4 separate regions of the Sus scrofa genome follow, and regions 1, 3 and 4 are each linked to region 2. Evidence: chromatin contacts called from public Hi-C and promoter capture Hi-C data. All regions are on one chromosome and are shown on one strand. Each heading gives the region's core, a stretch centred on a gene start, on an enhancer-like site or on the middle of the called end of the contact. The rest is flanking DNA. Distances are from core to core; before and after follow the strand shown.

Region 1 (6,752 bases), core at 3,510-6,009, 470 kb after region 2:
GAAGATCCTGGAGCCCAGAAGATTCAGAGCAGACAGACCCTGAAAATGAGCCTGGCAGGGAAGGGCAACTAACATCTTCCAACTCGCTTTCCTCATCCTGTTTCTGGGGGCAGAGGCAACCGCTCAGTTTCCACCCTGGGCAGATGTGCTGGTGCATCCGAGGTGATCCAAAGTCCCCCTTCATGTCCTGGGGAGGAGTAGAGAGCTCACTGGGGTGGGGAGGCAGCACCCTCTCCATCTCCCGGGCAGGGTACAGTCTCTTCACAGACTCCCCCCACCCTCTTGGGGTCTCCGGATTTAAGCACCCACCTCCCTGGGAGTCCGGGCCTCCACTCCATTCCCAGAGAGGGCCTGGCCTCCTTACTGTTCCTTAGGTTATTGCCCCCTTTGTTTACTGCCCCTGCCTCCTCTCTGGACCACAACCTGGTTTACAAACCCCATCAGCCCCCAGCGCCCACCTGCCAAAGTCCCAGGTTTACAAGCCACGCCTCCTCGGAGGGCCCTGTGGAATCTTCTCCTCTGCCCCCTGCTGTCACCTCCGTGGGGTATGGCTTCCTCCACTTTTGCTCAGTATTACTGTGTCTCAGTTTTCCCCAAGAGGGAATGCTGGGAACCTTAACTCTGTATCCTCCCCACCCCCACCCCAGTTATTTAATTCTGTTCCTCCTAGTGGTTCACGAGTGAATTGAATTGCGAGGGTGTGGGGTGGATCATGAGGCACCTCAACTCTCTTCCCGTTTCTCCTTCCTTCTCCATTGCCTATTTTTGTTTTGTTTTGTTTTTGTTTGTTTTTTAACTTTCCATAATAAAATGGAGCTCTCTCCGACTCTCCCGCTACTTCTCTTTCTTTAGAAAAAGCATATGCGGAGTTCCCGTCATGGTGCAGTGGAAACAATCCCACTAGGAACCATGAGGTTTCGGGTTTGATCGCTGGCCTCGCTCAGTGGGTTAAGGATCTGGAATTGCCGTGACCTGTGGTGTAGGCCAGCAGCTGTAGCTCTGATTCAACCCCTAGCCTGGGAACTTCCATATGCTGTGGGTGCAGCCATAAACACACACACACACACACACACACGCACACGCACACGCACGCTTGCAAAGAAAAAGCATATGCTGGAGTTCTCTGCAGCACAGTGGAGACACTACAGGATCCAGTGTTGACACTACAGGGAACTTCCACATGGGGAAGATGGGCCAAAAAAAAAAAAAAAAAAGTCCATGTGGTGAGGGTGGGGTTAGTATGGGTTCCTCATTCCAGGCTTCTCTCATCTTCTTACTGGCCCTGAGAAGGAAGTAGCCATGGCTGTGGGAAGGGAAAATGATGGGAATGGACCAGAAACTCAGCACTGACCTATCAAAAGGGCTGTGGGAGAGCTCGCCCTGGTTCCTCAAAGGACTAGCAGGAGAAGGACTGGTATTTTGGGGGAGTTTTTAAACCTTTTATTATTATTACTATTATTATTATTATTATTATTATTTAAGTCTACGAATGGTTTGGAGTTCCCGTTGTGGCTCAGTGGTTAACTAACCTTACTAGTATCCATGAGGACACAGGTTTGATCCCTGGCCCTGCTCCGTGGGTTAAGGATCCAGTGTTGCAGACACAGCTTGGATCTGGTGTTGCTGTGGCTGTGGCCTAGGCTGGTGGCTACAACTCTGACTGGACCCCTAGCTAGGGAAACTTCATATGCTGTGGGTAGGGCCCTAAATAGAAAAAAAGAAAAAAGGGAAAAAAAAAAAAAGTCTAGGACTGGTTTGAGGAAGCATCCACTAAACTGGAAGTACCACAAAGGCAGACGATGTTGGTTGGGTTTACCTAGCATCCCCAGCCCTGGCACCTAGTGGACACAGAAAATTATTTCTAGAATGAATGACTGAATAAATGAGTGAATAGATAAAGAGAGCTAAAAATTTGGAGGCAAAAGACACTCTGAATTGAAGGACTATGGTCAGAAGCCTAGTGCAATGCAAGCAGCCAGAGAGTGTATGATTAGTAGTGGCTAATCCATGGGATTTTACTCCAAGACTCCGGACCATAAATAATAAATCTACTGAGGGGAGTTCCCATCTTGGCACAGTGGTTAACGAATCTGACTAGGAACCATGAGGTTGCGGGTTTGATCCCTGGCCTTGCTCAGGGGGTTGAGGATCCAGTGTTGTCATGAGCTGTGGTGTAGGTCGCAGACAAGGCTCAGATCCCACATTGCTGTGGCTGTGGCCTAGGCCGGCAGCTACAGCTCTGATTAGACTCCTAGCCTGGGAACCTCCATATGCCACATGAGTGGCCCTAGAAAAGGCAAAAAACTAACTAACTAAATAAATCTGCGGAAATTGCAGGTTTATGTTCAGATTCCTGAAAAAGGGTCTCCTCTGATAGGTGATGGGTTTTATATTCCTAAAGTTTTATGAACCATAGATAATTCATGGCTTTGTGGTCCAAGTGTTGTGGTTACAGGAAGGTTTTCCCATTTCAATGAATTTCTATCTTCCACAAATGTGGAATATCTATATTTTAATTGTTAGGTCATTTTTTAAAGTTCTGGCTAGTAAAAGACATGGCTAAGCAGTTATATTCCTGTCATTAGAGGATGCTTCTCCCAACCTAGTCAAAGGAGAATCCCCCTTTGTTAAAAACAAAATGTGTTACACAAGTTGATTTTTTTTTTCTTTTTTACAGCTGCACCTGTGGCTTATGGTAGTTCCTGGGCTAGGGGTTGAATTGGAGCTGCAGCTGCTAGCCTACACCACAGCCACACAGCAATGTCAGATCTGAGCCACATCTGAGACCTATACCTCAGCTTGCAGCAACGCTGGATCTTTAACCCACTGATGGAGCCATGGATTGAACCCTCATCCTCATGGACACTATGTCAGGTTATTAACCCACCAAGCTGCAGTGGGAACTCCAGACAAATTGATCTTAGACATATGTTGAAAGTCTTTAATTTACTAGCAAGGGAACAAGCAAAGTGTCAAAAGAATGAGCCCCTTCAGAGAGAGTGTGGGCATGGAGGGAAACGCTGGCAGCTAATTTGGTAAAGATCCTAATCAGCTGTGACCCAGGAAAGCAGAGGCAGAAAGCTCTGAGATGCCAGGGGTGCCTAGGGTTCATTTTAGAAACAGAAAACAGTGATCCAAGAAATCAATGATGTGGAGCTACCTGTGGCTGTTAATTGGAATAAGAAATGTTTTGTTTCCCAACAGTTGTGTCTGATAAATCCGATTAATTGTAAAAGTATGAAGCAGTATCAAAAAGAGGTCAGATAGCAAAGTCAAGCAACAAGTTCTGCTTATTTAAAATTAAGCAGCGCTTGGAGTTCCTCGCTGTGGCGCAGCAGAAACAATCCGACTAGAAACCATTGCGGTTTGATCCCTGGCCTCGCTCAGTGGGTTAAGGATTTGGCGTTGTCCTGAGCTGTGGCATAGGTCACCGACGCGGCTTGGATCCAGCGTTGCTGGGGATGTGGTGCAGGCCGGCAGCTGTGGCTCCGATTGACCCCTAGCCTGGGAACCTCCATATGCCGCGAGTATGGACCTAAAAATCGATGAAAAATGAAGTTAAGCAGACGGTGGAGTTCCCTGATTCGAGCGGGTGAGGATCTGGCCTTGTACTGCTGTGCAGCAGGTTAGATCCAGGCACAGGGAACTTCCAAATGCCTTGGGCGTGGCCAAAAAAAATTAAGTAGCCACTGATCAATCTCTCAAGCTGTCAGGAAAGAAAAAAAAAGCAAAATACATTTTGTGCATTAGTTTGGAGATCTTCTAAAATAACTTTCTGAGAAGGCACTGAGTTTTTTCCTTCAGATCCCAAATTTCTTCCTACCTAGAGTCCTGCCTTATGCTTAACCTATATTCATTTCTGCAGAAAGTATCAGTCCTAGCAAAGGTCACTCCTAATCAGCACGGGCGAATCTGTAATAAGTGGACCGATCTTCTAATTTGAAATGGACTTCACCGCCCTCCCGCAAACACACACTCACAAACCTTGCGTTATTTTTGGTTTCATAGAATTTACATGTTTATTTTATTTTTTTATTTTTTTGTCTTTTTGCTATTTCTTGGGCCGCTCCCGCGGCATATGGAGGTTCCCAGGCTAGGGGTCGAATTGGAGCTGTAGCCACCGGCCTACGTCAGAGCCACAACAACACGGGATCCGAGCCGCGTCTGCAACCTACACCACAGCTCACGGCAACGCCGGATCGTTAACCCACTGAGCAAGGGCAGGGACCGAACCCGCAACCTCATGGTTCCTAGTCGGATTCGTTAACCACTGCGCCACCACGGGAACTCCTACATGTTTAATTTACATGTAAATTTCCCCCTCCCCCGCAGCCTCTGTAAATTCATCACGGGATTCGTTTCGGATTGATTTTTGCTATATCCCCGGGGACTGAAACTGTACCTAACGCATATTAGGATCTTAGCATTTGCTGAATGAAATACCTACAAATCACCAACGTGGTGGGGGAGGCAGAGAGATTAACTAAGGGAGGAAATGAAACTTTTATCCCGTACACTTCCGCGAGATTTGGGCCCGTTCAGCCACCGTAGTGCTTAGGCCGGAAAAGTGGACCACTTCCGGCCTCCGGGGTCCGGGAAGATTGCTTTGGACTGTCAGCAACCGAACCCCGAAGTGCTAAGGCAGCTTCTTTGGGGAGGAGAGGTTCCAGCCCGGGGCTCCAGGCCTCCGACCCGCCCGGTCGCCAGCGTGGCTGCTGGAGATACTTTCAGGGCCAGGAATAAGGAGCATAGGTCGCCATGGCGACGCCGGCTGGGCTGGAGCGCTGGGTGCAGGACGAGCTGCACTCGGTGCTGGGGCTGAGCGAGCGGCACGTGGCCCAGTTCCTGATCGGTACCGCACAGCGCTGCGCCTCTGCGGAAGAGTTTGTGCAGCGCCTGCGAGACACTGATACCCTGGACCTCAGCGGGCCAGCCCGGGACTTCGCCCTGAAACTCTGGAACAAGGTGCCTAGAGGGGCGGGGCCCCGGCGTGGGAGAAATAGGAGAGGGGGTGGAGCAGGGAAGGGGTCCCCAGGTTGTTTGTCCCAGTGAGGCTGGGCTGGACGCGCGTTTGGAGAATTAAGTTAACTCAGTTAACAGGCGTTTATCCTTTGTCCGTTATCGCCTGCGGGTTGAGGACGGCTTAAGTACGTTGGGTTAAGCGGTATAGAGCAGTGTTCTCAAACTTTTAACAGGTGTAGGATTCCTCTAGAGCTTTTGTTAAAATGCTGCTTCTAATTCAGTAGGTCTGGAAAGGATTCTTCGTTTCTTCATTTCGAAATCTAACAAGTTTCCAGGTGATGCTGATGGTCCACAGACCACACCTTGAGTAGTGCGGTTATAGAAGAAATGTGTGGGGAGTTCCTGTCGTGGCTCAGCGGTAACAAACCCGACTAATAGGACACAGGTTCCATCTCTGGCCTCACTCAGTGGGTTAAAGGATCCAGTGTTGCCGTGGGTTGTGTAGGTAGCAGACACCGGCTCAGATCCTCCCTTTCTGTGACTGTGGTTCAGGCCGGCAGCAATAGCTCCCATTAGACCCTAGCCCGGCTGGGAACTTTACATGCCACAGGTGTGCCCCTAAAAAGAAAAAAGAATGAAAGTATTGAGCTTGTTTACAGGATGGCAGATAACCTGATGCATCCGTCCTACAAGGTGCTTAGTGAGAGATGAAATTAGAACATTGTGATGTGAGGGTCAGGGCTTTTTGTTAATCTGTTCACCACTGTATCCTTGGAGTCTGGTACAGTGCCAGGCACGTGACAGGCTTCTGCAAAACAATCCTTGTCAGTTTGTCAGTCCTTGTGTTGGAATGACATTTTTTTTTTTTTTTTTTTTTGTCTTTCATCTTTTCAGGGCTGCACCTGCACCATATGGAGGTTCCCAGGCTAGGGATCCAATTGTAGCTACAGCTGCTGGCCTACGCCACAGCAGCACAGGATCTGAGCCACGTCTGTAACCTACACCACAGCTCTAGGCAACGCCATATCCTTAACCCGCTGAGCGAGGCCAGGGTCGAACCCGCATCCTCATGGTTGCCAGTCAGAGTCATTAACCACTGACCACAACTGGAACTCCCTTGTATGGGAATGACTTAGTCATTGGAAAGAAGGGAGGCAGAACAGTTGAGAACTGTTTGAGAATGTAAACTCCATGAGGATAAGGATTTTTCTCTTAATGTATCCCAGTATCCCTAATGCCTAGCAGTGGGTGCACAGGACAGGCTTTAATGAATGTTTGTTAAATGAATTACTGAAAAGAAGTTTAGAAGCTGAGCGGTCCCATTCAGGCAGGTGGGCCTGGTGCAAGGTCTTGGGGAAGGGAGAGAATGAAGGCCAGTTGAAGATCAAGTTACTCCTGGAGTTCCCGTCATGGCTCAGTGGTTAACGACTCTGACTGGCAACCACAAGGATGCGGGTTCGAACCCTGACCTCGCTCAGTGGGTTAAGGATTCATGAGCTGTGGTATGGATCATAGACGTGGCTCGGATCCCGTGTTGCTGTGGCTGTGGTATAGGCCGGCAGCTGTAGCTCTGATTGGACCCCTAGCCTGGGAACCTCCATATGCCTCAGGTGCGGCCCTCAAAAGACCAAAAAAAACAAAAAACAAATTACTCCTTAAATTAGGAGCAGGGCTGAGTAGGTAGGCAGGGATCGGGAGTTGCCCACACCCCCTTGTCTTCTCCTCTTCTGACAGGTCCCACGGAAGGCAGTGGCAGAAAAGCCAGCTCGGGCAGCTGAGCGAGAGGCCCG
Region 2 (6,956 bases), core at 3,939-6,438:
TCAGCCTTCTTTCCTTCTTTAAAGGAGAAGCCATACTTTAAGCAGATCTACAACTCATTTGATATGAAGCTTAAAGAAATCTTAATATGTAGAAACTTATAAATACTTCATACTCAAATAAGACACTTAAGTGGTACTCGTTAGCACTTAGTGAAAGCTGGAAAGAAGGCAACAGTAAACTATACCATTTTACTTTCTTCTTTAAAAATCAAGGTTCACTGCTTAAATTTTTTGAGTGAAGTCATGTAGAACATTATATTGACTTTGATGTAAGTTTTCTCTCTATTGAATGCAATTGAAGAAAATAACTTCAGTTATTCATGATGTTAGTAACTTTGCACTGTGATACAGTCAATAAATTTTATTGGTGGATGCCAAAGAAAAAAAATTTGAATAGGTCAGCCTATTTCGTTTGTGTTACAGGAATTAAAGAAAAGGGGATTTTTGACTATATAGGAGAGTTTTCGGGAGTGTGGGTGGGGTTTCTGTATATTCTTGGGAGCTGGAGGATAATAAGAGCAATCAAACCAAGCTCAGGCTTGGCGTTCCTATCGTGGCTCGGCAGTTAATGAACCTGACTAGAATCCATGAGGACTCGAGTTCGATCCCTGGCTTTGCTAAGTGGGTTAAGGATCTGGCGTTGCCGTGAGTTGCAGGTAGGTCACAGACATGGCTTGGACCTGGTGTGACTGTGGCTGTGGTGTAGGCGGGCGGCTACAGCTCCAATTGGATCCCTAACCTGGGAACCTCCATATGCCGAGGGTGCGACCCTAAAAAGACCAAAAAAAAAAAAAAAAAAAAAATCAGGCTCAGGCTGTTCAACCCAACCTAGAGGTTGTCACCTAACATTCTAGCTCTAGAGGAACAATCTCTAGAAGGGGAAAGGGGGTTTCACCTGTTATTCTCCTAGGGAAGGCTACATCTCTACGGAGCTGCCACTATAGTATTGACAAATCCCCATCTGAAACCCTCAATATCAAAGGCTTTCCAGAATGCAGATATTTTGGGATTTGATAGAGTTGGTCTGAAAGTACATACAGTACATAACTTCAGGTTCTGCATCTATGGATTCAATTAATCAGAGATCTAAAATATCCAGGAAAAAAATTCTGGAACGTTCCAAAAAGCAAAACTTGAATTTGGGAGTTCCCATCGTGGCGCAGCAGAAACGAATCCGACTAGGAACCATGAGGTTGCGGGTTCGATCCTTGGCCTTGTTCAGTGGGTTAAGGATCCGGTGTTGCCGTGACCTGTGGTGTGGGTCGCAGACGCAGCTTGGATCTGGCGTTGCTGTGGCTCTGGTGTAGGCCTACGGCTACGGCTCCGATTAGACCCCTAGCCTGGGAACCTCCATATGCTTTGGGTGCAGCCCTAAAAAAGGACAAAAGACCAAAAAAAAAAAAAAAAAACCTTGAACTTACTGCCTGCCTGTAACTATTTATGTGGCATTTACATTGTATTAGGTATTATAAGTAATCCAGAGATGATTTACCATGTTCAGGAAGATGGTGTGTAGACTGCACGCAAATACTACATCATTGTCATTTTTACTGGCTGTGCCCAGGGCATGTGGACATTTCTGGGCTAGGGATAGAACCTGCATCATAGTAGTGACCTGAGCCACAATAGTGATGATGCCAGACCCTTAACTCGCTGAGCCACAAGGGAACTTCAAATACATCATTCTATACAAGGACCTTGAGCATCTGCGGATGCTGGTATCCTGGGAGGGAGGTCCTGGAACATCCCTCTCGGATACCAAGGGACAGCGGTACACTGTATACGAGGCCGCTCCTGAGAGCCTGGGCAGCCCTAGTAACTGAACGCATGAATGTTTCTGCACTGAAATGTATGAAATTTGACATCAGTAGGGTAAAAACATAGCGTGGATAGCCTTGCTTTAGGTTAGGTTTTGTCACCAAATGAGTTTGGTGGCAGATGGATGAAAAATGTTTGGTTTTCAGAGTATTTTTGAGTTTCGGAACAGTGGGTGAAAGAGTACAGACCTGTGATAAGCCACCATCTAGAGTGCTTATCACGTTGCCAGGGGCTCTACTCATGTATTCTTTATGTCAACTGACTGGCTGCACCTGCAGCATGTGGAAGCTCCTGGGACAGAAACTGAACCTGCACCACAGCTGCAGCCTGTGCCGAATACTAAACCCACTATGCCACCAGGGAAATTCCTCAGTTGATTCTTAAAACACACGTCACAGCATGGGTGCTTTGAACGTGGGCATTATCACTGTGTAATTCTATAAAGTTATCACACAGGATAAAGCAGCTATTAAGAGCATGGACAGTCTAGTTAGGCTTTCTTGCTCTACCACTTAACAGCTGTGTGACTTTGGCAAACTATTCTTTAATTTTATTTTTTTTGCATTTTAGGGCCACACCTGCAGCATATGGAGGTTCCCTGGCTAGGGGTTGAATTAGAGCTGCAGCTGCCGGCCTACACCACAGCTACAGCAACGCAGGATCTGAGCCACATCTGTGACCTACACCACAGCTCATGGCAACGCTGGATCCTTAACCCACTGAGTGAGGTCAGGGATTGAACCTGCGTCCTCATGGATGCTAGTCAGATTTGTTAGCTGCTGAGCCACGATGGGAACTCCAACTATGGCAAATTATTGAACTTCTCTGTGCTTTTCTTCATCTGAGAAATGGGGGTTAATGTTAGTACTTGTACCTTCATAAGGTAGTTGTGAGGATTAAATGAGCTGCTTTGTGAGAAGTGCCTGGCACACAGCAAGGGTCATTATCTAATTTTGCACATGGGGGAGTTCCCGCTGTGGTGCAGTAGGTTAAGAATCCAACTTCAGTGGCTCAGGTGGCTGTAGAGGCACAGGTTTGATCCCTGGCCCAATGCAGTAGGTTAAAGGACCCAGTGTTGCTGCAGCTGTGGTGCAGGTCACAGCTGTGGCTCGGATTCAATCCCTGGTCTGGGAACTTGCATTTAAGCCATTAAAAAAAAAAAAAAAAATCTGCACAAGGGCAAATTAAGCATCAGGAAAGTTTAGAAACTTGCCAAGAATACACAGCTATTAATCATGGAGCTGGACTTTGAACCCAGACAATGTAACTGCAAAGAGTATCCTCTGTCGTACTTTTTGCAATACAAGCAAAAACTAGTCAAGAGACTAGATAGCCACTAATCTAGAAAAACATGATTTCTGACTACTACTTGCTGTTTTGGGGAATGTAGGGCTCTTCAGACAAAGGGAGCTCAGTCATGTAAAGGCACAAATGATAAGCAAAGCCAACTCTTCCCTAAGTCTCGGGAGCAAATAACCAGCTTATTTTTCAACCACTGGCCTTCATCTCACACCCCACCAGGTCCTCCAGACCTTGTTCCCTCCCAGGGCAGACTCACCATCAGGGCCCTGGCGGGCAGCAGCATGTAGCGCCGTGTCCCCATGGCGGTCCTGGTGGGCAGGGTCAGCCCCAAGCCGAAGAAGCAGGCAGAGGGCAGGGGCATCGTGGCGGGCACAGGCCCGGTGCAGTGGTGGGGGCTGCCCAGCATCTACATCAAGGCCCGGGTGTCGCTGGAGGAGGGCTTGGGCCCGGACCAGCCGTCCTGCAGACAAATAACGACGGAAGCGACGCTCTCGGCGTTGGCGACGGGAGGTGGAGGCCATGGAACTCTTGGGCTGAGAAAGAAGGAAAAAAAAGGCAGCAGTCAGGACCTCAGCCTTGGATGGTCCCTCCCTCTTCCATCTTTGACATTCTCTCTGTTCCTCCCTTCCGTTCCCCATTTCTCCTCGTATCTTCAGCAAAAGATGAGGGCCAGTCCTAATCCTCATCTCTTTACCAGATAAGTTTGAAGAAAAATTTTGAGGAGGGAGCTGGGGTCACATTTAATTTTTTTAATGAGAAAAGGATAAATGATTACTTTGCGGCTCATTGGCCCACATAAATTTTTAATAAAGGATTTTGTTATATAATAAAAGACTGATGAGGGAAATTTTTATCAACAGAAATTTGAATTTTAAAAAGTCACAATTTCAAATAATGATCTAGAAATTGAATATAATGTACCCGGCAGACAGATGTAGAGGCTTCTCCCTCTGGGACTTGGGGGGAGGGGTTACTCATCAGACCTGCCCCCCGCCCCCCTAAGTACCCCCGGAGCAGTAGGCCCGAGGCCTATGTTTAAGACGCTGCGAGGAAGGGAGGCGGGAAGGGCGGAGACACTCTAGGCTGACGGAAATGGCGCAAGCGGACACGCCGGTAAAGGGCGGAAATGAACTGAAGCGCGTTACCGGATGTCGTTCCTCCCCGAGGGGGGCGGGAGGTGTTTCCTTGCTCTAGCCTCCGGGGGGGAACCTAGGGAACTTAAGATAAAGGGTCCGTCTGAAACCGGAAGACTACGATACGCCAGAAAAAGCAGCAGAGGCAAGGGCTAGCTGGAGGTTGAACCCCGCCTCCCCCAACTGGAAGGAGAGAGATGATTCAGTAATAGACGAAAAGATGAGGAGAGAAAACAGGGGAGACAGGATAAAAATCACGGTGAAAATGCAAAACCAAAACCACAGCAAGGCCGAGAAAGGGACAGGTCATAAAGGAGAAAAACACAGGAAAAGACACAAGAAAATAAAGCAAGTGAGATGAATGGAGATATCTGGAATTGAGAAAGTAGAAAAAGGAGATAGAAATGAGAGGGAGAAAAAAAGGGGAAGACAAGTTGGAATTTAGAGAAGCCCAGCATACTCTATGCCCAACACACCACCCAGGATGATTGATTTACCTCCTCACCCCATTCTCAATCCTTCTATGTCTCCTTCTCTCCCAGATATTTCTCTCCTCCTGACCCCTGCCCGCATTCCTAGCCCTTCCAAGTGGGAAAACCCTGCACCTGCGACGACGGTTGTGGGGAGCTTTGGGCCTGGTCTCTGCTGCCCCCAGGCGGTAATTTTGGGTACTGCCAGAGGAAGAGGTGAGCGAAAAGGAGCAGTCATCATCAATCGGAGGATCAATTTGGGGGGCACACCCGGTGCAGAAGGCTGAAAGAAAAGAGGAGCACTAAGACCCAGGGGTAGTGGAAGGCTGCAGCAAACAGCTGGGGGAGGAGAAGTAGGCAGTGTGGGGGAGAGCCGTCTGGTACCTTGATAGCATCCGAAACAGCATCGGTCATAAACGACAGAAATGGCCAGTCAATCCCAGGGCATCCAGCAGCTCCTGCAAGCTGAGAAGCGGGCCGCTGAGAAGGTGGCAGATGCCAGAAAGAGTGAGTCTCTTCATTTCTCCCTTAGGAGTCCAGAGAGAAAACTGGGGGTAGGGATACAGCAAACATTTGAGTCCTTCGGATAACCCAAGGCTGGTGGGGAGGAAGGAGCTGGGGTGGCTTATTAGGAAGGAAGAAATGGGTGTCAGAATCTAGCATCTAGCTGACTGAGAGAAGGCAGAATAACTTTTCCGAAGGGAGTGACCCATACTCTCAGATTTAGTGGTGGTGGGGAGGGTCTACCTCCACTTTCTGTCCTTTCTTCTGTTACCAGGGAAGGCGCGGCGCCTGAAGCAGGCAAAGGAAGAGGCACAGATGGAAGTGGAGCAATACCGCAGAGAGAGAGAGCAGGAATTCCAGAGCAAGCAGCAAGCAGTAAGTCATGGGGGAGCTGGGATGGGACCCTGGGATGCAACTTGATAGGTCTATCTGGTGAGGTGTATACAGGGTGATTCCACAAGAAAAAAAGGTGGAGGGGTCCCCTCGCTGAAGGGGACTCTGGCGAGGACCACATTGCTGATGGAGCTTTGCAATACGTAAGAGAGTCTGGGAGCTTTAAAGGACTTGTATAGCTTGTGGAGGTAGGGGGATGTCACAGTCCATGCAGAGTATGACATTTGGGGTGGAGGGCAGAGTTTTATGGGCGCATGTGGTGAGGCGGTGGGGATTGTATGGTCTGTTGTAGGATGATGCTGCCTGTCAGGTCTTAGAGGAGAGGGCATTACGTGGCTCTCTTTGATGTCTGGATATTTCTGTGGATGGCAGTGGTTTTGGAGAGGGCCTTTCTTCCTGGCCTTGCTCCAGGATCCTTCCCTCCATGTGCCTGGATGCCTTCTTTCTCTGTTTCTGCTTTTTCCTTTCTCTCCCCCACCTCCCCCAGGCCATGGGCTCCCAGGGGAACCTGTCCGCTGAGGTGGAGCAGGCTACAAGACGCCAGGTACAGGGCATGCAGAGCTCCCAGCAAAGAAATCGGGAACGTGTCCTGGCCCAGCTTCTTGGCATGGTCTGCGACGTCAGGCCCCAGGTCCACCCCAACTACCGGATTGCTGCCTAGAACCCACACCAGGTCCCTGGAGGGCCCGACTCCTCCTTCCAGTTCCCCCCTTCAAAGAAATCCTCAAGAATCACCTCCCACCATGATCCTTTTCACCTTCTCATTCCATAGAAATTCTGGAAGCAAATCCAATAATTCTCCTGTGAAATCTATAAATATCCTGCTCAGACCTGAATCTCCATGTTCTTAATCCTTCACTGGGAACCTGTAAATCCCAAGTCACCCTCACCCAACCCCTTTGTGACAGAAGAAGTAGGGATGTGGAAACCACTCTGACTTCAGAGCCTGGTAGGCTTGGATCCCTCTCCCAACCCTGCCACCTGCCAGCTGGGCAACCAGAACATGCACCTTAAACTCCAGCTCCAGTGTCATTTGCAATACTGGAATAACAGTAATAAGGCCTACCTTGCAGGGTTGCTGCAATGGTTAGGAACCATTCTGTAAAGAACCTGGCATGGTTTCTAGCATGTAGTAGCTGCGATTCAATGACTGGCAACCTTGTGATATAATTACCATCCCCTGCCCACCTGCCAAAACCTAAACACAGCTGTTTCCTCATTTCTGTCTGTGGTTTTCTAATTCTACTCATTTATTCTGTGACCCTAGTGATTCCATGAGGAATTGGTTCTTCCCACCTCTTTTCCCAGAGACCTTATAATCCTTGAAAAGATGAAA
Region 3 (7,856 bases), core at 1,537-4,036, 370 kb before region 2:
ACTTGAGGGGCACTCGGGGCAGCAGGGAGAAAGCCAAGGTGAGGCCAGGCCAGGACTGAGGTCCAACACTGGCCTGAAGGCATCAGGCCTCCGGTGGGGGGAGGACCCAAGGCTGGGGTGGGGGCGGAGGAGAGCGGGTGAGGGCTGCTCACACTACCTGGAAGGCTGGCTGGGGAATGAGGCGGTAGAAATCACCCACGGGGGAGGTGACATCCACGGGAATGGCCCACTCTTCCTGAGGTGGGGGCTTGGGAGGCTCTCGGGGGGCTACAGCTGTGGACGCTTCCTGGAAAAGTCAGAGGTAGGGGTGATAAAGACAGAGGCAGAGAGCATTCCACTACCACCCCAACCAAAAGATGCTCCAGTCTTTCTCTTGGACCCAGGCAGGCCCGCCCACCCTGTCCGGGGCAAGGCCCCTTCTTCCCTGCCTCAACAGCCCAGAACCACCAACCTTCAACACTAGGTCCTCCAAGCTGCTTGCTCGAGCCAGGGGAGCACTGCAGGGAGGGGCAGAAACAACGTCCCGTTGGGCACCTCCTGGCTGTCCCACTGCCTCACTCTCATCCTCATCGCCCCCACCCAAATCCAGGGGCTCCAGCAGGCGGCTGAGGCTGAGCAACCCAGGAGCTGGAGCTGAGTGATCTGAGGAGCAGGGCAAAAAACAGTCATGTCCAGCTCTGCTCTGAAGCAGTAGGGCGCCACTTCTTCTACGCCCCCATCTCAAAACTGAAACTCACCCTTTGGTGCAAAGTCCACACCTTTCTTGAAGCCGGGCGGAACAGTCAGAAGATCTGGAGGAAAGGGACAGAGAGAGAGAATCAGGGCTACTGCAAGCTGCTGAACAAGTCACTATATAAACCTAAAGGACATCATTCACAGTGTAGATGCTGTAGTTGGGGATATTTGTCATGACACTTTTCCAACAGTTGACAGCAGGGTTCCTTCTAATTTGCTCAAAGAAATAAGAAAGCCAGCAAGGACCCAGTGAGAGGCCTGGGCCCTTCCTCCTCGGGGCCTGGGCTCAGAGCCCTCCCTCAAAAGGGCCCATCCTGGCACCACCTCACCTTTCTCGAAGTCTATCTCCTCCTCTGCCTCCTCCCGAGTACTCAGATCTGTGATGCTAGGCTCATCCATCCCACCTGGGGAGAGGTTGGAGAAACAGGGATTCATGGGGTGGCCATGACTCAGGGGGGTGGAGAATAAGGGCTCCCTCTCCCCGACCATCCCATTTCCACAAGCATCACCTGGCCAAAAAGGGTACTGTGTTGGATTCCCCCACAGGGACTGGGAGGCGGGCCCTGGTGGCCGGCGAAGAGATAAGGAGGTTGTGGCCGACAGGTTTGTATTCTCTAGCAGGACCTGAGGCAAGAGATCAGAGCGCCAGTGAGGCTGAGTTGGCCTCTGACAACCCCCCGCTCCGGCCGCCACCCCCCCACCCCACCCCCCCCACTTCCCAACTCTGCTTCTTGTGGCCCCTGACCTCTTACCTCCTTGTAGCCTAGTATCTGGCCTGTGGTTGGGTGTCTTTGGGCCTGCAGGTCGGAGGGGACTGGGGCCCCCAGTGCGGCCAGGAGAGACCAGGGATCCATCTTCCTCTGCCATTTTCTGGACAGAAAGAAATTTTCAGCTCTTTCTCCTCTGTCTCAACTTCCTTCAGGAACCCATTTCCCCTAGTCCAGGCCCCTCTAGACTCCTCACCGGGCTGAGTGCTCCACACCATGCAGAGGCAGCCAGGCTGGAGAGGACAGAAACAACTGTTCTGCTTCTTGCTGCAGATCTGGGGCACAGGGTGGGAGGCCGTGGGGAAGCTGGAACAGGGCAAGACGAGAGGCATGAGGCAAGGAAAGAGAGTAAGACACAGACAAAAGAGATGGTGACGGGCTTCATGTTTAGATCAGAAATGGTAGGTGTCCCATACAGGCTAGGACAATTAGGCTGAAGCAATAGTTTCCAAAGGTTGTCCTACTTTATAGGAAAAACTGACCTGCAACTGAATTATCTGGAGAGCTGTTTAATAATATAGATTTTGGATTAAAGAATTTCTGGAGATGGACCTAAGAATTTCTAATTTAGGAAAGCTCCCCCTCTAATCATGAGGCACACAGATTCTGATAATCACTAGTTTTAGGAAAAGGAGCCCCAGACCTAAGGATGAAAAACCGAAGGTGCTCAAGGGCTGACCTATCAGCCACCAACAAGTGCCCTGGTGCTTGGAGACAGAAGAAGATGCCAGGGAGAAAAGACCCACTGGAAAGAGCAGTTCTCAGAGCTAAAGTTATCCCCAGGGCTCCCTGCTCTGTCTTCTCATGGGCTCTGACGCACTGCAGGTCGACTGGGTTGGGATCCATCCCGCACCAGTCCAAAGCTGGGATGACAGGTGTCCAGAGACAGGTGAGCCAGGTCAGGTTAGACCCTACTGTGAGAAGGCTGAAAGGGGTTTTAAGCCCTATTAATAAGGGTCAAGGTTAGGTTAGAGCTAAAAGTCACTCACGGTGCTCTCTGGAGCCCCAGGCACATTCAGCAGCTCCCAGCGCCCGGTACATCCTAGCTCCAAGGCGCGGAGGGGCAGATCCAGGGGATCTGGGGTAGGCAGCACTATGGGAGGAAAATCACAGGTCAGGGGTCAAGGGTCATTCCCTGTCTCCTCCTCCTTCCCACCTTCTGCCCCCTCACCGAGTCGCTCCGTCTCCATCATCCTGGAGCCACGGTAGCTGCCGGGCAGCCCGGAAGTGTAGGGAGGAGCCGAAACCCGCGGAACTAGCGGCGACTTCCGGAACACACCCCGCTGGGGGCGGGGACGAGCACTACCGAGGGGCGGAACCCAAGCTGGTGGGAGGCCGGACGGAAGTGTGCGCGCCGCGAGCCGCCTTGGTTACCGCGGTCTCCGCCCCTCGCTACGTCATCGCTCCGAGCCAGCGATCCGCTGCCCGCGCGGGCGCCGCCCGAGACCGTGGGGCTCCGGTTGCCGCCCCCTCAGGTAAGGCCTTCTCCGTCTCACCCTTCGCCCCTTTTTTCCGAGCTCCTTCTCTCTTCTTGCCCTGTTCGTTGCTCTGAGAGCGCTGCGCGGGTTCCACTGCCTCCTCTGCTTTTCGGACCCTGCGAATGCCATACTAACCCCAGCGAGGTAGGGGGGGTCTGGTGCCATCGTCTTCGCGACGGAGGGGGTGTTTCTCCCTTCCTGGGCTACGTGGTGCCCCAAGGCGCTGGTATCCGTGATTCCCGGAGAGAGAAGGGAATGCTGGTTGATCCCGACGAGCGGGGGCTTGGACGGCAGCTGGTTTAAGCAAGGGGTAGGGAGAGGCAAAAGACAGGAGTAGGCAGGCCTGGAGGGGTGGGATTGGGTGCAGTGTGGACGGCGTGTGACCCCTGGGCGGTGACAGTGGAGAAAGATGTCTTGGGCCCTGCCCCTGAACCAGGAGCCACCATGTTGGTGATACCCCCCGGACTGAGCGAGGAGGAGGAGGCTCTGCAGAAGAAATTCAACAAACTCAAGAAAAAGGTGAGGGAGTGTGTGTGGGCATGGCCCAAACTTTCAAAGACTCTACACTGAGAACACCTGGGGTGAGTGTGAGGGGATGGGGGGGTGGGGGTTCTTCTAGCTCATACCTAGAGACATGGCACCTCTCAGTGTCCCTTCATGGGTGGACTTTCTCAAGGTGGATACTTGCTTTTCTCTCTTTTCTGTATAGTCTGCCATGGAGGTGTCTTCCTTTCCTCCGGCTTTTAGTACCACCTAAGAACTGGTGATCCCAGGCTTGGTTTTTTTTAGTTCCATCTGTATCTTGCCAATAACCTTCATATATTGCCGCTCTGGTCTTACCTATTCTAATCTTGGTCTTCCAAATAGGACTGACTCCATTCACTTCTCCCGCTGTTTGGAATCCAGATCTCGTCTCTGTCTTATTTGCGTAGCCAAATGTTTGCCGAGTCGTCTTGATTCCTCCTTTGAAGTAACTTCTTCTGTTTACTCCTTCCTGTGTATTCTCGCAGTCAGGCCTTTGCTGATGCTCACCTAGACTGTTGTAATCGTCTCTCAGCAAGTTTCTTTTTTCGACAGACTTTTTTACTTCTATTAAAATGGTGCTTTGAAAACAGAAAACACTGTCCTTCTTTTTCTCAAAAGCCAGTGGTTTCACATTGTCTATAAAAGAGCCTTAATTTGGCAGCCCTTCCTCGTCAAATAGAACTATTCCTGGGAGTTCCCGTCGTGGCGCAGTGGTTAACGAATCCAACTAGGAACCATGAGGTTTCGGGTTCGGTCCCTGCCCTTGCTCAGTGGGTTAACGATCCGGCGTTGCCGTGAGCTGTGGTGTAGGTTGCAGACGCGGCTCGGATCCTGCGTTGCTGTGGCTCAGGCGTAGGCCGGTGGCTACAGCTCCGACTCAACCCCTAGCCTGGGAACCTCCATATGCCGAGGGAGCGGCCCAAGAAATAGCAACAACAACAACAACAACAACAAAAAGACAAAAAAAAAAAAAAAAAAAAAGAACTATTCCTTAATCCCAAAACACACACACATACACACACACACACACACACACACACACACACACACACCCAGAGTCTTATCTCTGCATCTTTGCCGCCTTGTTTTCTTTGTCTAAAATGCCTTTTCTTTTCTGTATGTTATTGTAGATTCTATCCAGGGCTCAGTTTAATGTGGGCATCAGGAAGGTCTTACTTGCTCTCAGCTATAGTCTACACTTCTTTAATCAGTCTTGACAATTTAGTCTGGTCATCTTATTTCTCAAACTCTAAGCTTCTTGAGGGGAGGATTTCCGTCTCATACTTCTGCATAGACCTGTTACAGAAATTCCTAGTGATGCTCTTTCTGATTAAACGTTTAGGGGGCGGACAGGTGAAGCCCCCAAGAAGGCATGGAGACTTACACTTAATTGCAGCTTGTATCTGCAGACTCTGGTCTATGATTAAACCCCTTGTCTTCGACTTGAGAAACGTGAGACTCTGGAAAGCCTCTGGATACTGTGGTTTGAATAGATTAGGTGTTGTTAGCATTGTAGATGCTCTGGGGGACCATATGTGAGAGGCAGGGCTGCCTCAGTGTGCCACTCTAGGGGCACCATTTGCATTATTTTCTCTGAGAAAGTTGTCCCCTGGAGTGATGTGCCCAGGGGCCTTGGGAGAGGACCTGGGCAGGGACTGGCCCTCACTGACCCCTCTCTTCTCACTCTCATTCCCAGAAAAAGGCATTGCTGGCTCTGAAGAAGCAAAGCAGCAGCAGCACTGCCAGCCAAGGTGGTGTCAAACGCTGTGAGTGACAGGGGAAGTGGGGATAGACCGGAAGTGAGGAGCCCAGGCCGACCTCTGTCACAGCCTGGCCAACACAAAGCCTCTTTCCCCCGCCACTCCAGCTCTGTCAGAGCAGCCCGTGGTGGACACGGCCACAGCAACTGAGCAAGCAAAGCAGCTGGTGAAGTCAGGAGCCATCAGTGCCATCAAGGCCGAGACCAAGAACTCGGGCTTCAAACGTTCTCGAACTCTAGAGGGGAAGTTAAAGGTGAGCACAGGGAGAAAGATGGTTCAGGGCATCCGTGACTTCAGAGGGATCCTGCCAAGTTGGAACAGAGGTAGGTTTAGGGGGAAAGTAATGCTGGTTCAGTCCTGGGCAATTGCTCTGCCATTCTGAGCTTCAGGTTTCTTACCTCGAAAATGAAGGAGCTAGATGACTCCTAGATTCTTCTTTATTTTACACTTTCTTTGGCTCTAATCCACCTCATACTCTGAGAAGTTGAATCGAGATAGAAATGTCATCAGATCCAAGACTTTTTTTTTTTTGCCCACATCCATGGCATGTGGAAATTTCCAAGCTAAGGATCGAACCTATGCCACATGGCCCAAGCTACAGCAGTGACAACACTAGATCCTTAACCGTTAGGCCACCAGGGAACTCCAGAACATTCTTAGATAACTTACATGCTTTAAGTGTGTATTAAGTTATTTATGAAAAAAAAACACATAGTCAAATAAGAAACATATAAAAGAGTTAAAAGAAAAAAAGACAGGCCGGGGGAGCCAAGAAGTGGAGGAGGGAAAAGGAAGCCCCTCTGTCCCAGGGTTAGGCAGCCTCCTGCTCTTGCACTGAGGCAGGTTTCTACCCCCTTCCCAGGACCCTGAGAAGGGGCCAGTCCCCACTTTCCAGCCGTTCCAGCGGAGTATATCTGCCGACGACGATCTACAGGAGGTAATGGTTTCCAGTGTTGTGTCTCTCAGGGGCTGGGGGTTGAGAAAAATGACAAACCCACATATTGGGCTCTATGCCAGCAACTAGAATCGTCCTAACTGTCCTTGGTCTCTTTTCCAGTCATCCAGACGTCCCCAGAGGAAATCTCTGTATGAGAGGTTAGAGAAAGATAAGCCTGGGTCCCAGTTTGGGGGTGGGGGGGACTTGCAGCTTGCATGGGTCCTTAGGGGGATGGAGTGGGAGGAGCTGGGGCTGCAGAGGGAGGGTTGCATCTCCCTGGGATCTGGGAAGACAAGGTAAAGCTCCCCTTTGTTCCTCACTGTCTGCTTCTCCCCAGCTTCGTGTCATCCAGTGACCGGCTTCGGGAACTGGGGCCAGACGGGGAAGAGGCAGAGGGCCCAGGGGCTGGCGATGGCCCCCCTCGAAGCTTTGACTGGGGCTACGAAGAACGCGGCAGCGCCCGCTCCTCAACCTCCCCTCCCCGAAGCCGCAGCCGGGACCGCAGTCGTGAGCGGAACCGGGACAGAGACCGGGAACGGGATCGAGACAGAGATCGAGACCGGGACCGGGATCGGGACAGAGACCGAGATCGAGACCGGGACAGGGATCGAGACAGGGACCGGGATCGAGACCGGGACAGGGACCGGGACCGAGAGGGCCCTTTCCGCAGTGAGTGATCCTTGCTGGTGGGACAGTGACCTCAGATAAGGTGTAGGTCCCAATAAAGTGGACTCTTAGCGTGGAGGGAGAGGCAGACTGTGTCTGGTGACCAACTCCTTCCCGTAGGGTCGGACTCGTTCCCTGAGCGCCGGGCCCCTCGGAAGGGGAACACTCTCTACGTCTATGGAGAAGACATGACACCCACGCTTCTCCGTGGGGCCTTCTCTCCCTTTGGAAACATCATTGACCTCTCCATGGACCCACCCAGAAAGTAAGGATGACAAGGGAAGGCCAAGTGCTAGGAGAACCTGGGTGTAACATCTGAGGGAGGACGCCAGCCTGTCTGCACAGCCTAGAACCCTGGGTTTGGTTGGGTCCCAAAGAGCCCGTAGGCCCTCTACTGACCCTGTGTTTTCTCACCCCAGCTGTGCCTTCGTCACCTATGAAAAGATGGAGTCAGCAGATCAGGCCGTTGCTGAGGTTGGGACTTCCCAGATCTGTTCTGCCCACCCCTCCCGCCACCCTCATATTTTCTTTCTAAAATCCTGGGAGCCAGGAGGAAATCATTTCCTCTTGACAGAGAGTCACTCCCTATTCCTGCAGGAAGCCTTATATCGTCAGTTCCCTATCAGGCTGGTGATTCCTGGACATCCTCCTTTGGTCTGTCTGTAATGTTCCCCCCATCCTCTGCCCCCGCCCCTCTTCTGCCCCAGCTCAACGGGACCCAGGTGGAATCCGTGCAGCTCAAGGTCAGCATTGCCCGAAAGCAGCCCATGCTGGATGCCGCCACTGGCAAGTCTGTCTGGGGCTCCCTGGGTAAGAATGGGATTCCGCCCCCCTGCCCCCCAATTCTGTCCCCACAGCTCACCCCTTCTTCTTATTCCCCTGCATGTCCCTGGGTTCCCTAGGGATGAGAGAGTCTGGATTTGTGTGGCACATGTGGGGATGTCATAGGCAGGAGAAGGGGAAAAAAAGTATGGAGAACAATTTGCAA
Region 4 (6,795 bases), core at 945-3,444, 300 kb before region 2:
TTCCAATAGCCCTCAGCCCGGAACCGCCCCTGCCTGCGGGGTGACTCCTAGTCTCCAAACCTCCAGTGTCTCCAGCTGAAGAGATTTCCTCACCCAGGCCGCCCCCAGACACTGATCCCTTTGCCGCAGCAGCCCTTCCCTCTAACACCCACTGCTGCTTCCCCAGCTCAGCCCTGGCCTCAGGCTGTCGTCCTGCCTGTTGTCCTGGCTGTCTGGTGGGGACCCCAGCTGGCAGGAGTGTGTCCTGTGTGTACCCTCACATGCCTGCGTCCCTTGTTCCTCCTCTTGATCCCCCGCCTGGATAGGGGCTTCCCACGCCTCCCCCCCCAGACAATGTGCCCTGTCCTCGGGACCCCATGTGCCTTGCCCACCCGAGCCCCAGCCGTGCTGATCTGTGAGATTCATGGACAGTGACTGGGGCAGCTGACAGGCAGCAGGAGAGGAGTTGTGGGGTTGTGAGGCGAGACAGCCCAGAGCCTGTTCCCAGGAACCCCCCCTCAACCCCGGCACCACCACCTCCTGCCCACAGGTATGTGGGAGAGCTGATCTCTGATGCCGAGGCTGACGTGAGAGAGGATGATTCTTATCTCTTCGACTTGGACAACAAGGTGGGCGGGAGACCCCTCCATCACCTCCTCTCGGCCAGCAGATGGAAACTGGAAGGGGCCTCGGGCTGTCGGTGGGCTCGAGGGGTGGTGGGTGGTGGATGTGCTGACTGCCGCCCTCCCCTCAGGATGGTGAAGTCTACTGCATCGATGCCCGTTACTACGGCAACATCAGCCGCTTCATCAACCACTTGTGTGACCCCAACATCATCCCCGTCCGGGTCTTCATGCTACACCAAGACCTGCGATTTCCGCGCATTGCCTTCTTCAGTTCACGAGACATCCGGACCGGGGAGGAGCTGGGGTGAGGCAGCCTGGGACGCGGCCATGGGTGTGGGAGGGGCAGCCGGCCCGGGACCAGAGCAGGAAGGCTGGAGAGTGCCTGCTCTCCAGGCACGGATTAGAGCAGAGCTTCTCTGAAACGGGCCATAAACAGAGTCCCAAGCCGCACAGGTTTTGAGTCAGTAGGTTTGGGATGAGGCCCAAGAGTCCTCATTCCTAACAAGCTCCTGGGCAGCGCTGGGGCTGTAGGTGCAGAGAGCATAGGAGGCCTCAGAGCCCCGCAGAAGATGGGGACAGATGCTTCGGAGTGGGTCTGGGTCCCACAGACCGCCTGTGCTCCCCTGACAGGTTTGACTATGGTGACCGCTTCTGGGACATCAAAAGCAAATATTTCACCTGCCAGTGTGGCTCTGAGAAGTGCAAGCACTCAGCGGAGGCCATCGCCCTGGAGCAGAGCCGCCTGGCCCGCCTGGACCCCCACCCCGAGCTGCTGCCCGAGCTCAGCTCCTTGCCCCCCGTCAACCCCTGAGAGTGGACCACACACACCCCTCCCTACCCCAGGACGGCCACCAACTCGGCAGCCACCTCTGCTACTTGCTGCCCACAGCCCACACCTGGGGGTGCCACAGTCTCCTGTCCCTGCACCCCTCCACACATTCCTCAGCCAGAGATCCCCGCCAGGCCCTGGAGGTCTGACAGCCCCTCTCTCCCAGAGCTGGTTCCTCCCTGGGAGAGTGACTTCAGGGCTGGCCACCCCCCTGTTCCCCATCCTTAGCTGAAGTTTGATGAATTGAAATTGGGGCCCTATGCTAACTGGTTTCCTTTGTTCTCAATAAATGTTGGGTTTGTAATAAGCCGAGGGGTTGCAGCCAGAGGGAACGTGGGTGCGAGGGGCAGGTGAGGATGGGAAGCAGGCCGGGCAGGTGTGCCTGGTGTGGCTGGTGCGGCTGGCCGCCCGGGGGAGGGGCAGGGGGTGACCGGGTGCAGGATCTCTGGTCAAGGCCAAATCTCATCTGGACACTTAATCTTTTGCGGGAGGGTGTGGGCGGGAGTGTACAACCAGTGAGGAAGTTGGCAAAATTGAGGAGGGTTTTCTTAGAGCGTGCGGGAGTCCTTCAGGTCGTGGTCCTTGAGGCCTGAGCAAGTAGCCTTGACCTGACCCCATCCCAGGCTCGCCTTCCAGCTCAGAGTCAAGTAGGAGGAACTAGAGTGTGTCAGGGACCACAGGCAGGGGTGGGGCTGTGACGTGCCAGAGGGAGGGCGGGGCAGGTGGCAGGTGAGCTGCCAGGTCTCCCAGGCTCCAATCACTCCGGAGACTGAGCCATGGGGGAAAAACAGGACCCAGACAAGGCCTACGGTGAGGCTGGGGCCAGGCTGGGATGGGGGCTCGGGCTCCAGTGAGGAAAGGGAGAGCTACACTGGGAATGGGGAGGGGGGCGCGGTGCTGGGGTCGCCCCAAGGAGTGGAGCTGAGGGGAGCCGTAGTCCCAGAGGGGAGGGACCAGGAAATGAGCTGATGGAAGAAGGTCCTGGGAGGAGGACGGGGTTCTGGGGCTGGGAGCCATGGCTGGGGAGCCTTCCCGGAGTGCATCTGGGGTCCCTGGGAGGAGGGGGTGCTATCAGCCCTGGACTCTGGTTCTCTGGAGGCAGGGCCCTGGGAAGCAGAGCCTGAACCGGAAGGAGGCAGGGACAGGGTCCTGAGGAGGGGAAAGGGCTCAGGCTGGGGGTGTCAGGTGCTGCAGAGCCTGGGAGGGGTGAGCTGGGGTCTAGGCAGCTGTCAGGAGAAGCAGCTGCGGTCCCCAAGAGGAGGAGGAGTTTCGGCCTGGACTCTGGGTCTCTGAGGGGACAGGGTGCTGGGGGTCCCTCTGAGGAGCTGGGGCTGCAGATCTTGGTGGAGAGGGGGCTGGGGGCCTGTCTCGAGGGTCTCTGTTAGGAGGGTGTACACAGAGGAATGGGGAGCAGCACCTGCTGAGGGTCCTCTGCAGGGTAAGGCCTCAGGAAAGGGAGCAGGGAGCCTGTCTCCAGAATCTGTGAGGAACAAGGCTGGGAGGCTGCCCAGGGGTCCCCAGGCCTGGGGTTGGGGGGCGGGAGTCTGAAGGGAGAGGACACTGGGACACCTGTGAGCATCGAAGGCTAGGGGGTTGCCTGCCGAGGCCCCCTGGGGTCTGGGGTTCTGAACTTCTCTCTGGAAAGAAGGGAACCCAAAGGAGGGGCCTCCCAGAAGCCTTCCTTGGTCCAAAGGGAATTAGGGGAGGGAGCAGTGAGGGCGCCTCGTAAGCTTCAGCTTCCCGGAGCGGCTTTGGGTCAATCATTGACATCATGTCCGAGAACCTTGGAGGGACAGAGTCCAGGGCACCAGGGACAATGGACCACACCCCATCCCAGCCCTCTGTCCTCCCTCCTCGATGCCCACAGGGGACCCTGGCTGCCTGGCCCCACCCCCTCTCTGTGTGTACTCAGGGAGGACCAGGAACAGGACGTGGCCCCAATCTCAACTGCCAGGCTCAGGTGTCACCGGGACTGCCCTCCCAGGGACTGACAGTAGCCTGGAGACCAGACCGAAGTCCTTTCGGGGTGGGGGTCTGCAGGGGCCCCTCCCCTCCCCGGGCCTTGGGGGAGTGGATGCCTTCGGTTCCAGTGTCTTTCCCCTTAGCTTGGGGCCGGGGGTAGAGGAAGGGGCTGGGGTCGATGCCGAAGGGGCTATGACCTCCCTGAAAAGCTCTGAATCTGCGCCCACAAGGATAGGGGTGTGAAAGCCACTGGGAAGGCTGAAGACAGCCCACACCCCAGCTGGAGGGAGACTCCGGAGCCAGGGTGGGGGAAGGAGATGAAGGCTATTTGCCTGGCGGCCTTGAGGTTCGAGCCATTAATGACCCATAAAGGCGGCCCTTTCCCCTCCCTCCAAGGCCGCCTGGCTGGAGTTCACAGTGAGCCGTGAGGCTGCTGACCAAGCTTTGATCCTAACGTTTCCTGTTCTCCTATTTCCCCTCCTCCCGGCCCTGCCCTAGTCCATCTCCCCCCAAACTCCTGAGGGCCAGGGAGGACCCCGGTGCATGGCAGATCCTGTGCGGGGAAAGGGTTGGAGGGACTGGAAATGGGGGAGAGACCCCTCTCGATGCCTCACTCTCCACACCTCTCCCCACGCCCTTCAGGGAAACCAGCCAAGTATGACCCCTCCTTCCGAGGCCCCATCAGGAACAGGTGAGTTCTGGACACCGTGCTCCACCGGTGGGGGGCAGAGGCGGAGGGGGGAAGTAAGTGTCCTGGTTTTGCTTCTATTTGCTGAATATTGGTTAGAAATTTGTGGGGGAAACGCTTTTACGCAGGAGAGTGGCGGCCCTGGGGAAATTGCCTTGTCTAGAGGGGGCGCAAAGGGGCTTCTGGGAACTGGTGATGTTCTTTCTGTGTCTTGACCTGGGAGCTGGCTACCCAGGCATATGCCCTTTGGGAAAATTTGTCCAGCCGAGCACTTACAAATTGTGCCCTTTCTGGTGTTAAATTTCAGAAGAAAGTTTACCCACCCAGAAAATTTTTTTCTTAAAAAATAAAATAACAGAGTTCCCGTTGCAGCTCAGAGGTAACAAACCCAACTAGGATCCATGAGGATGCAGGTTCAATCCCTGGCCTCACTAAGTGGGTTAAGGATCTGGTGTTGCCATGGCTGCAGCTCCAATTTGACCCCTAGTCTGGGAATTTCCATATGCCACAGGTGCGGCCCCATAAAAATATATATAAAATACAATGAAACCTACCTCTTCCTACTTTCCAGTGTTCCCCAACTCTCCAAACCTTGGGTCCTCCAGACCATGCTCCCCCCAGCATCCTCTCCAAAGGTTTCCCCCATTTCTCTCCCAGGAGCTGCACGGATATCATCTGCTGTGTCCTCTTCTTTGTGTTCATTCTGGGTTACATTGCTGTGGGGCTTGTGGGTGAGTTCATGGCTGTGCAAAGCTGGGCCAGTGGCCGGGGGACATTACTGTCCCAGGGAGGGACCATGCCCATGGCCGTCCCCTCTGAAGCCCCTGCCTGCGTCCCCTCCAGGGATTTAACTGTGTGTCTCTGTCTCCAGCCTGGGTCTATGGAGACCCCCAGCAAGTCCTCTACCCCCGGAACTCTTCTGGGGCCTATTGCGGGATCGGGGAAAACAAGTGAGTATAAAGGCAGGAAGAAGGGGCAGGAGCGGGTGGGGCAGGGGACACTCCCCTCCAGTCTCCCTGAATCTCACCACTCCAGGCCACAACGAGCAGCCTCGACCCCTGCCTTCTGAGTGCCCCCCAGAGGCATTGTAGAGTCACGATTAAGTGCAGGGATTCTGGAGTCTAGAGACGGGCATTTGAATCCCCGTAGGAACTAAGTTCTGGTTTGTGATCTTGGGCAATGTACTCAGCCTCTCTGAGCTTTGATTTCCTCATCTGAAACACAAGGATGATTCCAGGAACCAAGCTTTCCGTCCTGGCCTGCAAGAAACATTCAATCAACATCAACACCTTGAACATTTCTATGGTGTGTATTACATGCCAGATAGACAGTGCCCTTTACACACCCAAACTTCACTGAAACCCTATGAGGTAGCTGCTATTATTTTACAGGTGATAGAACCAAGGCCGTGAGTGATTAAGTGACTTGCTCAAGCTCATAAAGCTGGGTGATGATTTGGCTCCAGAGTTCAAGCTCTAAATCATTTGTTACAAGTACCGATGCCCGGAGTTCCTGTTGTGGCTCAGTGGTTAACTAATCTGACTAGGAACCATGAGGTTTCAGGTTCAATCCCTGCCCTTGCTCAGTGGGTTAAGGATCCGACGTTGCCATGAGCTGTGGTGTAGGTTGCAGATATGGCTCGGATCCCGCATTGCTGTGGCTCTGGCGTAGGCTGGTGGCTACAGCTTCAATTCAACCCCTAGCCTGGGAACCTCCATATGCCCGCAGGAACGGCCCTAGAAAAAAGGCAAAAAAAATAAAAAGAAGAAGTATCGATGCTGGAGTTCCTGTCGAGGCTCAGTGATTAACGAACCCGACTAGTATCCACAAGGATGCGGGTTTGATCCCTGGCCTTGCTCAAGGAGTTAAGCGTCTGGCATTGCCGTGAGCCGTGGTGTAGGTGGCAGATGCAGCTCAGCTCTGGCCTTGCTGTGGCTGTGGCATAGGCCGGCAGCTCCAGCTCCAATTCAACCCCTAGCTTGGGAAGCTTCATGTGCCGTGGGTGTAGCCCTAAAAAAAATGACAAAAAGACAAAAAAAAAAAGAAGAAGAAGAAGAAGTGGCGATGCTGAGATGCCACATTCCTTGGGGAAATCTTTCAGGTGTCTCCTGTGCCTCCCCAGTTGGGCTGAGCTTCCTGAGGTCAGGAGCTGGGTGGTGTGTGTCTGGACCGTGATGGGCCTGTTGCACATTTTAGGCGCAGCCCTGGCCATCCCTTTCTTTTCCCCAAGACTTGACCAAGCCCTGACGCATACGCTTCCCTCTTTCCTGCAGAGATAAACCCTATCTCCTGTACTTCAACATCTTCAGCTGCGTCCTAACCACCAACATCATCGCGGTCGCCCAGAATGGTCTGGACTGCCCCACGCCCCAGGTCAGCGTCTGGGACCTGCCTCTGCTCCCATATCCCCCCTCCCACGAGGGGGAGGGTACCAGCCTCTCAGCACACTCTCTGCCCCCAGGTGTGTGTGTCCTCCTGCCCAGCGGTCTCATGGACCGTGGCAACAAACCAGCTCTCACAGACGGTTGGGCAGGTGTTCTACGCTGCAAACAGGAGCTTTTGTCTGCCAGGGGTGCCTGGGGACATGGTAAGCACTGCCCCCAAAGTCACATCCCCTGCTGTCGCCAGGGCGGGTCCATAATGCATGGGGGTGGGAGTCGGGTAGATGGTAAATGATCATCCTATTCTGTCTGTGTGTCTGTATGTCTCTC

What was found. Promoter capture Hi-C pulls out the DNA fragments that hold promoters and counts their contacts. Hi-C and Micro-C count contacts between places; a contact is called where the count stands out from the background.
Region 1: a contact with region 2 is called in a Hi-C map of embryonic fibroblasts, with 3 times the contacts expected there. The contact joins the promoter of DHX16 here to the promoter of NFKBIL1 in region 2. A contact is called at or near these places in 1 of 5 promoter capture datasets (liver) and 3 of 47 Hi-C or Micro-C datasets (embryonic fibroblasts, heart right ventricle and liver).
Region 3: a contact with region 2 is called in a promoter capture Hi-C map of fetal liver, with 2.3 times the contacts expected there. The contact joins the promoter of SKIV2L here to the promoter of NFKBIL1 in region 2. A contact is called at or near these places in 1 of 5 promoter capture datasets (fetal liver) and 1 of 47 Hi-C or Micro-C datasets (heart right ventricle).
Region 4: a Hi-C map of undifferentiated spermatogonia shows a contact between it and region 2, with 2.5 times the contacts expected there. The contact joins the promoter of SLC44A4 here to the promoter of NFKBIL1 in region 2. A contact is called at or near these places in 5 of 47 Hi-C or Micro-C datasets (embryonic fibroblasts, epiblast stem cells, heart right ventricle and 2 more) and 1 of 2 datasets of contacts at active chromatin or transcription factors (alveolar macrophages).

The regions. Positions count from the first base shown.
Region 1 is chr7:23,205,880-23,212,631 of Sscrofa11.1, reverse strand. DHX16 (DEAH-box helicase 16) reads left to right here and starts at 4,759. Exons shown (of 20, transcript NM_001123106.1): 1 at 4,759-4,965; 2 at 6,697-6,752. The coding sequence starts at 4,759. It also overlaps a transcript of PPP1R18 not described here.
Region 2 is chr7:23,671,234-23,678,189 of Sscrofa11.1, reverse strand. NFKBIL1 (NF-kappa-B inhibitor-like protein 1) reads right to left here and starts at 5,188. Exons shown (of 5, transcript XM_021098451.1): 1 at 5,108-5,188; 2 at 4,859-5,006; 3 at 3,377-3,653. The coding sequence starts at 3,641. ATP6V1G2 (ATPase H+ transporting V1 subunit G2) reads left to right here and starts at 5,149. Exons shown (of 3, transcript NM_001145380.1): 1 at 5,149-5,230; 2 at 5,502-5,602; 3 at 6,108-6,281. The coding sequence starts at 5,149. The coding sequence ends at 6,281.
Region 3 is chr7:24,041,946-24,049,801 of Sscrofa11.1, reverse strand. It overlaps SKIV2L (Ski2 like RNA helicase), which reads right to left and starts at 2,786. Exons shown (of 28, transcript NM_001101817.1): 1 at 2,674-2,786; 2 at 2,492-2,595; 3 at 1,699-1,808; 4 at 1,488-1,605; 5 at 1,245-1,359; 6 at 1,065-1,139; 7 at 738-791; 8 at 452-642; 9 at 158-286. The coding sequence starts at 2,695. It overlaps NELFE (negative elongation factor complex member E), which reads left to right and starts at 2,901. Exons shown (of 11, transcript NM_001101825.1): 1 at 2,901-2,977; 2 at 3,417-3,499; 3 at 5,202-5,271; 4 at 5,373-5,518; 5 at 6,128-6,202; 6 at 6,323-6,360; 7 at 6,540-6,871; 8 at 6,989-7,133; 9 at 7,288-7,342; 10 at 7,576-7,678. The coding sequence starts at 3,425.
Region 4 is chr7:23,972,629-23,979,423 of Sscrofa11.1, reverse strand. SLC44A4 (solute carrier family 44 member 4) reads left to right here and starts at 2,194. Exons shown (of 21, transcript NM_001101818.1): 1 at 2,194-2,244; 2 at 4,039-4,087; 3 at 4,742-4,815; 4 at 4,956-5,034; 5 at 6,358-6,457; 6 at 6,546-6,671. The coding sequence starts at 2,211. It overlaps EHMT2 (euchromatic histone lysine methyltransferase 2), which reads left to right. Exons shown (of 29, transcript NM_001101823.1): 27 at 530-608; 28 at 734-909; 29 at 1,236-1,741. The coding sequence ends at 1,416.